2 separate regions of the Mus musculus genome follow, and region 2 is linked to region 1. A link is a contact called in public promoter capture Hi-C data. All regions are on one chromosome and are shown on one strand. The core of a region is the stretch at or near the end of the contact, and the rest is flanking DNA. Distances in the headings are between cores, read along the strand shown. Region 1 overlaps Mllt1 (myeloid/lymphoid or mixed-lineage leukemia; translocated to, 1). Region 2 holds the start of C3 (complement component 3).

The links. Promoter capture Hi-C pulls out the DNA fragments that hold promoters and counts their contacts.
Region 2: a promoter capture Hi-C map of the HPC-7 cell line shows a contact between it and region 1, with 3 times the contacts expected there. The contact joins the promoter of C3 here to the enhancer-like site in region 1. A contact is called at or near these places in 8 of 39 promoter capture datasets (the C10 cell line, the HPC-7 cell line, HPC-7-derived erythroid cells and 4 more), 1 of 484 Hi-C or Micro-C datasets (the G1E-ER4 cell line) and 1 of 9 other capture datasets (liver).

The regions. Positions count from the first base shown.
Region 1 is chr17:56,898,932-56,904,914 of GRCm38.p6, forward strand. It overlaps Mllt1 (myeloid/lymphoid or mixed-lineage leukemia; translocated to, 1), which reads right to left. Exons shown (of 12, transcript NM_022328.2): 5 at 3,632-3,757; 6 at 838-1,365. Among named protein-coding and RNA genes, the nearest start is that of Acsbg3, 26 kb to the left of the region's middle. Within about 2 kb of position 2,315, at least 14 of the 459 cell types and tissues checked have an H3K27ac peak or open chromatin away from gene starts, as enhancers often do.
Region 2 is chr17:57,224,665-57,230,647 of GRCm38.p6, forward strand. It overlaps C3 (complement component 3), which reads right to left and starts at 3,472. Exons shown (of 41, transcript NM_009778.3): 1 at 3,292-3,472; 2 at 2,029-2,218; 3 at 1,502-1,667; 4 at 1,333-1,403; 5 at 552-646; 6 at 371-453; 7 at 189-279; 8 at 1-82. The coding sequence starts at 3,371.

The sequences.
Region 1 (5,983 bases), core at 1,065-3,564:
AAGCTTCCAGCAGCAGCTGCTCCCTCCTCAGGGCTGCCTGTCTCTTGCCCCAGCAGCTGAGGCAGTGCTCTGACTGTTCAGCCTGCACTCGGCTCTAGCCTGGAGGCAGTGGCACCGGGAGAGGAAGTGCCCATACACTGTCCTTGCCTGGGACAAAACATCCGTGCACAGCTCTCAGGAAGGGCTGGTTCCCCAGCTGCATAAGAGCCCTGTCCTGGCGCCTGGGGGAGGAGAAGCAGAGGTCAAACCTGGCAGCCCAGTGTTTCAAGACATAGGCCCGGAGCCCAGATAGCTCCAGTGATGAGCGCTGGAAGCTACTCACAGTTCTGCTCTCGCTGAGAACTGTGGGAAGTCACTAGCACCCAATAAGCACAGTGGCAGGAGCACTAGGTTACAGAGCTCTCGACCCCAAACCAGTTCAGGATAGCCCCAAGAGCATCTTCAAAGCTTCTTACCCAGGGCCCTGACACAGGCAGGCAATTCTCTAGGAGTTGGCCAACTGCACCCTATACCTTGCCTTGTGCAGAGACAGGAAAGAGAGCTCTGTACTGTTCAGTGGCCATCCCGTACCTTCCTGATGGGGAGTAGGCCCAAGGCCCACCGGGAAAGGGAGAACACAGAGGGATGAACTCTCTGGTTAATCTTCAAGAGTCAGCAGTGTCTACCTAGTCACCAAAGCTGCCCATCCACTGAGGAGCATGAGGGCTAGAGCTGTTAACTCAAGTGCTACAAGGCCCATACCATCCAGGGACCCCAGCTACCACTGCATGGGCAGGAGAGAGCTGACCCAGGGGAGACAGCAGCCTGGCAAAGGGACAGCCACCACCCCCTGCTCACCTCTGACCGGAAGGAGGCCTCATCCTCTGAGTTTGAGTCTTCAGTCTGCAGAGTCCGCTTGGCCTCCCGAGGCTCACTCTCTGCCTTCCCCTTGTCACCTTTGCTGTTCTTGTCCCTGGCCACCTTCTTGTCAGGAAAGGAGGAAGCTCGGGGTGAGGTGCCTGGTGCACGCCGTGTCCCCTTTGACCCACTCTTTTTAGGCTTTTTGGCGCTGAGCTTCGGTGAGTCCGTGGCAGCTGGCCTCTTGCTGGAGGCCTTGGGCAGGGTAGGAGGCTGGGGCACCCCCTTGGGGGACAGGCTCTCCAGCTTGGTTTCCTTTAGGGCCATCTTGGGCTCCTTGAAGGCAGCCTTGGGCACTGGGGCCTTCTCCTCCTTGGGCAGCTTGCGTGCAGCATCCTTGGCACTCTTGGGCTCACGCTCCGGCTCCTTGGAGCAACTCCTGCTCTCTGAGTCCTTGCGCGGCCGCTCACGGTGCTCCCTGGCCACCTTGTGTGGTTTGGAAGCCTTGCCACTCTCCTTGTTGGCATCCTACAAGGCCAAGGGCAGGGAAGGTGAGGAAGATGTGTTAGCGGCACTCCGGGGCCGCCTGGCTTTGCCACCCCAACCTGGGCAAAAGCTGATCGGCCTGTTTGGAATGTGTAGAGAGAATCCGCAGAGTGAAAGGCTGTGACCAACAGACACACCAGAGCAGTGCCCGCAAACCTGCAGGGTCACAAGTGCCCACAGCTGCCCACATGTGGGAGACCTGAGGCTGCCCCTGACAGGAAGGTGCTGGCCATCCTCCATCCTTGAGGCCCTAGTCCATGTCCTCAATACTCGCATCCCATTTTGGAATGCTCAACTCACGCCTCCACCAGTTCTAGCCTTCTCTTCAGAAGGCACAGCCAGTGGCCAGGCAAAGAGCTCAGAGTTAGCCAGGCAATAGCTCTTTCATGCAGACCATAACCCAGGACAGACATGGCCGAAAGTACCACCAAGAACACCAAGCCGGTGGGACAAATACCTGGCACAAGGGGCTACGTAACACACTTGGACCACCCAGGAGTCTAGGGTCAGATGAAGCTGCCTGAGGACTCCAACCTATGCCACTGGCCATGTTCCTATAAACCTGACAAGGGACACTGCAGCTGGCATGAGTGTGATAAGTGCCTCATAGAGACTGGGAGGAGGGGGGCTGTCCCCCAGTAAGCCACAAGGGAGGCAAGAAATGGAAATCATGTGGTCCTCACCCTCTCTTGCAGAGGAAAAGCTTGCAGGACTGCAGGGCAAGATGGCTGACAGGAATGTGCCCACGGCTGTGAGTGGTTGACAGGAACCACTCTCCTGGGGTCATGCCCAGGAAACTAGAGTCAACTAGCACTCCATAGTGAGACCCAGTCTCAAACACAGGAAAATCACTTGTATCTGTGAAGGCACAGTCAGTGAGGATGAGGTCATCACAGGCTCAATGCTGCCCTCACAGTGAAGAGGTGCACTTCCGAGAGGCTGCCAAGGCTCACGGCCTAGTATCCAGTAGAGTGACACAGTCCATGCCTCCAGGGGAACAGGTCTGGGTGGGCCTGGTTCCAGCTGCAGGTTCCTGACAACAATCCCTGAGAGGTTCACCTCCTGCTCACTGTGGCCCCGTGCAACCACCAGAGACTGCTCAGCCAGAGTAGCACAGGGGCTGACACTCGGGTCTAGACCACACTCTAAGGCTGGGGCTTCTGGGAGAGTCATCTAAAAAGAAGAAACTCTGTGCTGCCCAGAAGTCTGTGGAAGCCCATGCAGCGTTCCACAGTGGTGCTAGAGAAGGCTTGCCACCAGAGAGGCACCTGTGAGGCATAGCAGCCTCATCCTTCATTGCTTCTGTGGACGCCAAACAACAAGGGCTGGGGGAGAAGCCCCAGGTTGCTAGTGAAGACTGGCCTCTCCTCCAACCTCCAAAGGTCAGTGAAGGTTGACATCAGGGCTTGGTTAGGACTCCAAGATGCTGACCAGCTTGAGGATGTCACAGGCCTGTTAGCCTTGTGGAAAGAGGCGGAAGGAACCTGCCCTGGTGCTTGCTTCTCTTCCTGTGGTGCCTATGGATAAGATGGCCCAAGGGTGCTAGAGTCTCACGGGGATGCCCAGCTGACAATGCCCTATAGGCCAGTGAAGCAAGAAGGATGTGAAAATGAAGGACAGATACACAAGGTCATCGCCACCCTCAGAGGGTCCAAAGAAGGCCAAGTACCCAGGTGTCTCGAGGGACAGACCTGAGGTTCTAGGTTCAGATGTTGTAGCGGTGGTGACAGCACAAGCCAGCCTGTGGCTGGGGTGGCCCCTCCAGGAGGCCCTGTGTGAACTGTCCAGAGTGCTGAGCAAGGGGACAAAATGTGTGTCCTTGAGATTCAGCTCAGTCTTGTGTACACTATTCCCAGCCTCCTCCACGTCGGCTTCATGCCATCACTGCTGACAACCAGACCTGGAAGCTACAAGGGCAGGTGTGGCCAGGAACCTGGAACTAAGAAAGTAGCCAAGGGACCAATGATGGAGATGCCCTGAACAGTAGCTGGGGACAAATCACCGGTGGGCAGGAAAGAGGGCCCATGAGACCTGTGAATGAACTGGAGCTGGGCACAAAATGAGCAGTCAGACTCCAAGCACCACTCCTGGCCACGCTAGCTAGCGAAGCAACAAGGAGCAGGAGCAGAGGCTCTGGATGTAGGCGGCAGGTGTGCAAAGCTGTGCTCTGCATACGGTGGTGGCGATGGCTTGCAATTGCCAATGGCCAGGCCCACGCTCCACAACGCTGGCCTTCCACCTCACTAACCTTGGAGCCGTGGGATGGTTTGTTCTTCTTGGGGTCAGAGAAGGCAGAGAGTGGAATTGTGGGTAACATGGGGTAGTCAGGGCTGGGCCTGGACACCGTGTCCGCTCCTTCGGGCATTACCATCACCTAGTGACAAAGAAGAGACAGAGGTTATCCACAGGCGCCAGGCAATGGTCTGGCGGCCGTGGAGCTAGCCTCCTGGGGAGGGAGAAGGTAGCTGGAGGCCAGCTGCCCAGAAGAGTCACAGGTTTGTCCTTGTGATGGAGAGCAGAGCAGCTGGGGACCAAAATGGCCCCAAGGCTTCCGGGATGGACCCTGGCCAGCAGACTGCAGCCCTGGCCAAGAAGATTCAGAGCCTGTAGCAAAGCAAGAGATGCAGTTGGGGCCATGGACTGCACTAAGCACTGAGAAGAAGGCTGGAGGGGAGGCACAGCAGGAGAGGCTTCTGAGGGATTAGCATAGACAAGGCTGGGACAAGCCTTCCTCATTTCAGGCACAGGCAGCTGGGGAGCTGGCCACGCAGAGCCCAAGCAGCAAGGCAGAAGCCAAGAACAGGGCCAAGGGCAAGAAGGGTAAGAGAAGAGCCGTAGGGGCCAGTGCTGGGGCTGCTGGGAACCCTGGCCAGCTCAGGGTCAGAGGCTAGGAAGAGGACCAGCCTGCAGTGTAGGAAGTGCTGCCCTGCATCAGTTGCTTCCTAGATGCCCGAAGCAGTTTGGGACTGGCCTCTAAAGCAGCAAGTTCACATAAAGATGGAGTTCAGCCACTGAGAATGCAATGTGGCACCGAGTGCAGCAGACAAAGGAGGATGGGGCTTCAAAGAAAAAGGGTTTGGGCTGGCAGAAGAGGAGCATCTGGGCTACGCACCCAGCCAGCCATGCCTTTCATCTGGGATGCTGATCCCATGGTCACATGACAATGCACGGAAATAGGGTAGTAAGGTGACCTGCCCTGCTATGACTTGCTCACAGGAGCCTGCCCAACCACAACAGAGGTGAGGCTACTATGGAGGCTATATGTCCCCAGCTGGGCTTTGTCAACCAGATCCTAGAAGCAGCTGTGAGGTTCCAGGCCCAGGATAGTGGTCGCTTAAGTAATGGTCCTTCCTGGACAGGGTAGGAGCCCAGTATAGGACACCAACTCTAGGGCAGCTGGACTTTGATGACCCTGAATGGCCTGAATGCTTTCCCACCTGCCAGCCTGCCTGGCCTCCAGGTTAAACAGCTTGAGTTCCCTGCCAAGATGCCCAAGGCCAGGCAGGGATGGCACACAGACCAGTTGCTACCTGGGCTAGACTCCCTGGTGCAAATAGCCTCAGGCTAGCAGCAGCTGAGACTCAGAGCTGGCTGCCTTGCTAGAACAGTGGGATCCCAGTCCGGGCATGCCTAGGGTCAGAACCTATAGCCACTACAGGGCCACAAGATCCTAGCATGATGGCATCTCCAGTTCCCCAGTAGCCACAGTTCCTGGGCAACAAGCATTTACCCCCACAGAGATTCACGACCCAGAGGTCAACAACACAAGGCCACAGTTACCTGATCCTGGGAGTCATCATCCCATAGCCAGGCCACTTGAGACTGGACAGTGTCTGGCTGGCTCCCTTGGGCCACTCTGGGATCTCACTGTAGTCTCTCTTCAAGGCCAGTTGGACACAGCCTTCCCTCACTGTCCCTCCTAGGCTGTGGCCAGATGATGCCCTGAGACTCCCCAGAGCTTAGGTAATACCTCCCCTGGCACCTGAGAGGCCTGAAGAGGCCAGAGACACAGACGCTCCCAAGAAGCTGACCTGGGGCCCTGGGGCCGCCCACACACACTATGGATAGGAGGCACCTGGTGCCACTTCTGCACACACCCACACAGCCTTAGCCATTCCAGACTCAGGGCAGAACAGCATCATATATGTGGGTGCACCCAAGGCTGCCGCTGCCACTGCCCCTGCCACCACCCAGGCAGTCACAGAGTTTCACACGCAGGATTCTCAAATCCTCACCTCAGAAAAACCATTTCTGAGCCGGGCGTGGTGGCGTACACCTTTAATCCCAGCACTCGGGAGGCAGAGACAGGAGGATTTCTGAGTTCGAGCCCAGCCTGGTCTACAAAATGAGTTCCAGGACAGCCAGGGCTATACAGAGAAACCCTGTCTTGAAAAACCAAAAAAAAAAAAAAAAAAGAAAGAAGAAAAGAAAAACCATTTCCATTCAGAGGAAGGAGTTTTCTGAGAGGCCTGGCTATACAGAACCAAGAGAAAGAGGGTGCTAGACCCTAGAAATACACCCTGGCTGATATGGACCTAGGGAAGAGGGCAGGCCACACACAGATGCCACTACAGAGTACCACAGTCCTCTCATACCATAC
Region 2 (5,983 bases), core at 2,222-4,721, 330 kb after region 1:
GGCCAGAGAAATCTTCTTATCGCCATCCTGGACCCCAAAAATCACGAAGGCTGTCCCGTCCACGTTTTTCCCGTACAGGAACCTGAGAGACAAGGAGACTTGGGGTCCTGGAGACTTCTCTGGGTGTGGCTGAAGACACGCCCCCCATGCGTCAACGCCCCCCCCCCATGCGTCACCCCCATCCTCACTTGGCTATGATGGAAACTTCCAGGCCATTTGGGTCATCGATGTAATAAAATGTCTCTGTGGGCTCCACCCGGACCTCAAAACTGGGCAGCACTAGGATGGGGTATGAAGACGATGGTGTTGGCATGGCTGCCAGGGCAGCATAAGCACAAGGGCCTCACCTGCTGGATGCCCCAAGACTTACCGTATTCCTTCACCTCAAACTCTGCGGAGAAGATCTGCTTCGGCGCATGTTCGTAAAAGGCTCGGATCTTCCACTGCCCCATGCTGCAAGAAGATGAGGAATGTGGCAGAGCCTCCAAGAGCCTCTCCCCCATCTCTCCCCCCGGACGGGGGAATCCCGTTTTTTGGAGGCTCAGATTTACTTGACCAGTTCAGGAATGTTCCAAGACAAAGGCAAGATGCCGTGTTGGTTGTTGGAAGACAGAATGTCTCTCTTGACAGGAATGCCATCGGGGGTCTGTAAAGAAAGCATAAGGGACAAAGCAGCTCTTTAGAGTCACAACCACCCCATCTCTTGTTCACTGAGGCAGGAGTTAAGAACACAGACCTGGGTAACTCAGCCTAGGTTCAAATCCCTACTGTGCCACTTAGAAGCTCTGTGTTCTCAGGTAAATAGCTCAACCTCTCTGTGCATTTCCTTTTATGTTTAGGACATAATTAATGCAGCAAAAGCCTGGGTGTTTAAACGATGAGGGCTATGATGTGTGTGAGTTTGGAGCACAGGGTGCAAGGAGGAGGAAGGCTGGGAGGGAACTAGGCAGGGTGAGCAGGACCTTGTGCCTGGCAAGGAAGACTTTGACTCTACAGAAGTGGGAGCCACAGAGGGTTGTAGGGAGAGAAAGGAGGGAACTCCACTAGGGTTTTAACAGGGGCCCTCTACTGGGCAAAGTGGACTGAGTTACCAGTAATTCTTCCCAAACTTCAGATAGGGCAACTCAAGTTCAGGGGGTTTCCCTGGAGTTGGATGCCTCACTCTATGGGTCTTCCTAGGTCTCTGCAGTGATCGTTATGTATAGCCATTTGCTCATGGACCACCTCAGAGGACTGAGTCTCAGAGGAGAGGGTCTCAAAGGGGAGGGGACTTGGAGGGGAGGGGACTCAGAGAGGAGGGTATCCATCTCTGGGAAACTCAGCAGCTGGTACCTCAATGAGGATGACGACTGTCTTGCCCACGGGCAGTAGGTTGTTGTCCACAGTGAAGATCCGATATAAGACTGGAGGATGTGAGGGAGACACACAGAGAGTCCCCTTAGACCTTAGGCTCTGGGAGGCCCTTCCAGCCTCAGTGGGAGCAGCCTCCCACAGCACTTACCAGTGGAGCCAGGGGTGTAGATGGTCTTGTCTGTCTGGATGAAGAGGTACCCACTCTGGAAGCTTACCATCACTGCTTTCTCCACCACCGTTTCCCCGAAGTTTGCCACCACTGTCACGTACTTGTGCCCCTCCTTATCTGAGTTGAATTCCTTACTGGCTGGAATCTATGCGTGGGATGTCAGGAGTCTGTGTCAGGGAGTGGTGCCCAGAAAGCATCCCCTAGATCCCCCTGGGCCTCCTCTCTGTCATCTCCCCTCAGACAGGAGGGGCTCAAGGAGGAAGAGACTCAAGAGGAGAGGGACTGAGAGGAGGAATCTCAGAGGGAAGGGGCTCAGAGCAGAGGGTCTCAAAGGGTAGGGGACTCAGAGGGGAGGAGATCAAACGAGAGGGACCCAGACGGCAGGGGCGTCAGAGGGGAGGGACTCAGAAGGGAGGAGCTCCGAGGAGGCTATAGGAGGCAGCCTGAGGGACCCAGGCCGGACCGGAAGGGGCTACGGCTGACTGTAGTTCCAGTTCCTTGCCCACCTTGATGGAGACGCTTCTCAGATGTCCACTGGCTCCTGTCAACACTGTCTTCTCACTGGTCAGCACTTGCCTCTTTAGGAAGTCTTGCACAGTGACTGTGACTGGGATGTCACCCTGAGCATCGTGGGCCTCCAGTACGATGGTCTCTTCGCTCTCCAGCCGTAGGACATTGGGAGTAATGATGGAATACCTGACCGTGGGGTGTGGGAGCAGATGTCACCTCAAGGCCTGAGACTTCAGCCCTCACTCTGGCTGGCCCAGTCCCTAGTTCTAGCGTGTTCTAGTTCTCAGTGCTGGAGCAGATGCCTGGATCCACGTCCTCCCCACACAAGAAGGTACCAAACCACAGCCCACTTTCCCTTAGCCACTAGAAGCTGTCTTTTCCTGGCTTCAGCACTGGGTACCAGCCATAAGGACTTTGCTTGTACTGAGAAAGTGCTCTCTCTACCACTAAGCTATACCTCAGCCTCTCCTCACTTTTCTGTTTGGAAACAGCATCTCACTAAGTTGTTCAGGCTAGCCCTGAACTCACTCTGTAGCCCAGGCTTGGCTGGAATGTGTACACTTCCTGCCTGGGCTTCCAGAGTGGACAGGATGACAGGTCCATGTAATCAGGCCCAATGCTGAGCTTGGCTTTTGACAGTCCACACAAGGGCTATAGACCCCAACAACCCTCCAGTCCTCACATCTTAAAACTTACCATTGCCTAAACCACAAGACATCACAGACACCATAAATCTATAGACCTTCTTCTTCATAAGTAGGCACACCAATGCTACAATACCTGAGTTCTATGAACATAAGACAACCCAAACACTCACATTCTCTCTCTTTCTCTCTGTTTGTATGTATGTATGTATGTATGTATGTATGTATGTATGTATGTATGTATGTATGTCACGTCACAGGAAGATGTCCGGTGTCCTGTTCTATGCCCCTCCCTCCCCACACCTTGAGTCAACATCTCTCTCTGAACCTGGCACTGGGCTGGCAGTCAGCAAGCCCCAGTATCTGGTCTCCAGCCCCACAGTGTGGGGTTACAGGCTCTGGAGGCCACTCCTGGCTTTTCTGTGGGTGCTGGGAGTTTGAGTTAAGGTCCTTATGTCCATGCAGCAAGACTTCATACCCACTGAGCCATCCTCCAGCCCCCAGCACAAATTCTTAACATCCCTGTCTCCCCCCAAGTGGGTGACTCCTAGGTGACTCACCTAGGTGACTCCTAAATTGTATAAGAAACTGCACCCCCAAAAGGTAACTACTTACATGGGGATCCCCAGAGCTAATGGGGAGCTGGCCAACAGCAGCAGTAGCACTAGTAGCTGGGACCCTGAAGCTGGTCCCATAGTGAAGGAAAAAGGTGGAAGGAATGAAGGGGTAAGGGGCAGGGGTGGGCAGAGGCGAGCTGGGGCTGTAGCCGCTGGCTCTTTATATGGCTCTCCTCTCTGGTCCCTCCCTGTTCCTGCACCAGGGACTGCCCAAAATTTCGCAACATAGTTTCCTAAGCTTTTTCACAAACCTGGGGCAACAAGCCTTGGGGTGAGTAACCCTAGGCACATTTCCATTACCCTGGAGCTTGAAAGTACCTGCTTGGCTCAGGCTTTTCTTGGGGTCAAGGCCAGATGCTGAACCTGGGCTGGTCCCTGTTGTACTTGGTTACACCAGAGACCATTGAAGTCTAGAGTGACCTCCTCCCACACTTAGCTGGGTCCCAGTAACCCAGCACTTCTGGATGGCTGGTTCTCCCTACCCCCAAGGTCTTGCTAAATCAGTGGGTCGAGACACATTTGGCATTGCATTATATATCCTGCGTATCAGTATTTACCTTACAATTCAGAACAGTAGCAAAATTAGAGTTGTGAAGTAGCAATGAAATAATTTTATGATTGGAGGTCAGCACAACATGGAAGGGTGGCAGGTTCAGGAAGGTGGAGACCACTGTGCTAAACAGTTCTGAACTCCTACCTCTACCTCCTCAGTTGCTGGGCATTACCCAAGCCCTACTTATGCATTTATAATCCAAGTCTTTCCTATGAGGAGGATAAGGGGTGAGGGCATGTCCCAGCCCAGAGTCCCAGCTCTGTGGAGCATTTTCTGAAGTGGGAAAGAATTCTGGTTTTTTGAGGATCTGGGACGGTTTCTTGGCAGTGGGACAGTTAAGCTTTGGTTTTGAAGGCTGCCTAGAAGTTCGCCCTCCGGGGGGCATGCTTGCTTTCTAGGGAAAAGAATGAGGTGGACCTTACCTACCCTGTCACTCAGGGTGGCTGAATGACTCTGGTGGGCTTTGAGAGTCATGGAGGAAAAGCCTGCTCTTGTCTCTGCCTCTAGGACTTGTCCTGCCCCTATATTATCTCTTTCAGTTGTGTTGGTTTTGTGGTTGTAGGCAGATAATGATTCACAATGCTTAGTTGGTTTTTTTTGTTTGTTTGGTTGGTTGGTTTTTGGTTTTTTAAGACAAAAGTACAAATAGTGGCTTTAGAATACAGCTCAGTGGGAAAGTGCTTCCATACTCAGTAGCATAGGATTGATTCTGGTGGCATACATCTGTAATCCCAGCACGAGATGCTGGAGGCAAGAGGATCAGGAGTTCAAAGTCAACCTTGCTATGTAGCAAGTTAGAGGCCAGCTTGGGCTACATGACACCATTTCTTTTCTTTTTAAAATATTTATATGTATGTGTTGGAGTGTTTTGCCTGTATGTATGTATGTATGTATGTATGTATGTATGTATGTATGTATGTATGTATGTATATATGTATGTATGTATGTATGTATGTATGTATGTATGTATGTATGTATGTATATATGTGCATCATGTGTATGCCTGATGCCTACAGAGGCCAGAAGACAATGTTGGATCCCTGGATCTAGAATTGCAGGTGTTTTTGTGCGCCTCATGCGGGTGTTGGGAAACAAGCACAAATCCTCTGTATGGGCAACCAGTGAATCATCTCTCCAGCCACACAGACCCTGTTTCTAGAAAGGCCAATTCTGGCCCATCATGACCAACACACAGGTTTCACAGTAACCATTAACCTCCTCTCTGTATTGTTCTCCCAGCTCCCCTGAGGGCCGTCTGAGGGCTGTCTTGCTTTCTGTGTGTGACAGATTTGCCTCAACAATTATTGTTCCAGATCAATGCTCAGGGAGATTTCTCCTCCTCGCTGCCAACTGCCCCCCCCCCCGCCCTGGTACTTTATGTGAAAGCAACCAATGTATGCTGACAACAGACAGACTTCCGGGGTCACCAACCAACTCAGTGCCCACTTCCTCACTGAGCTGCCACTCAGCAGCCATGGGAGAGCCCGGGGTCCGAGTGTCTTCCTGCAAAGCATGGTATTAACACGGTTAGCTGCTGTCCCCTGGGGTTGCTGGATGTGATCTTGCTAGATCTTGCCAGCTCTCTGACTTTGAAGGTTCTACAGATTTATACATCTGCCCGCTAGGTTGCAAATTCCGAGAAATGAATTGCCAAATTCCTGCTGGCCTGGCTATTGGGCCATGCTAGCTTAGTTCTAGACCTTTGGAGATGGAGGGTCTATATAGTCCTGGCTGGCAGAGAACTCTCTGCTTCCAAAGTGCTAGCTGGGATTAAAGGGGTGGCCACCACGCTTAGCTGTTTTGTTTGTCTGCTTTCCTGTTGTATGAGACTGACTCTTCATTAGCCTTGGCTGGCTTCAAAGTTCCCATGTAAGAACGATGACCTTTGACTCCAACTCACCCTTCCTCACCTCCTGAGTGCTACAGTTGATGGGCAGGTGGACGCAGGTGGTCACCTTCACACCTCATCTGTGTGTTTCTTGGGATGTAACCCAGGACTTCATGTATCCCATGTGCTCCACCCACCTCCAGCCCCGGAGCGCTGGGTTGTCATACCCACCGAGTGCCAGTAGTTTTTTGTTGTTGTTGTTTTGTTTGCTTTCTGTAGCCCAGTCTGGTCTGGAACCTGCCAACCTGT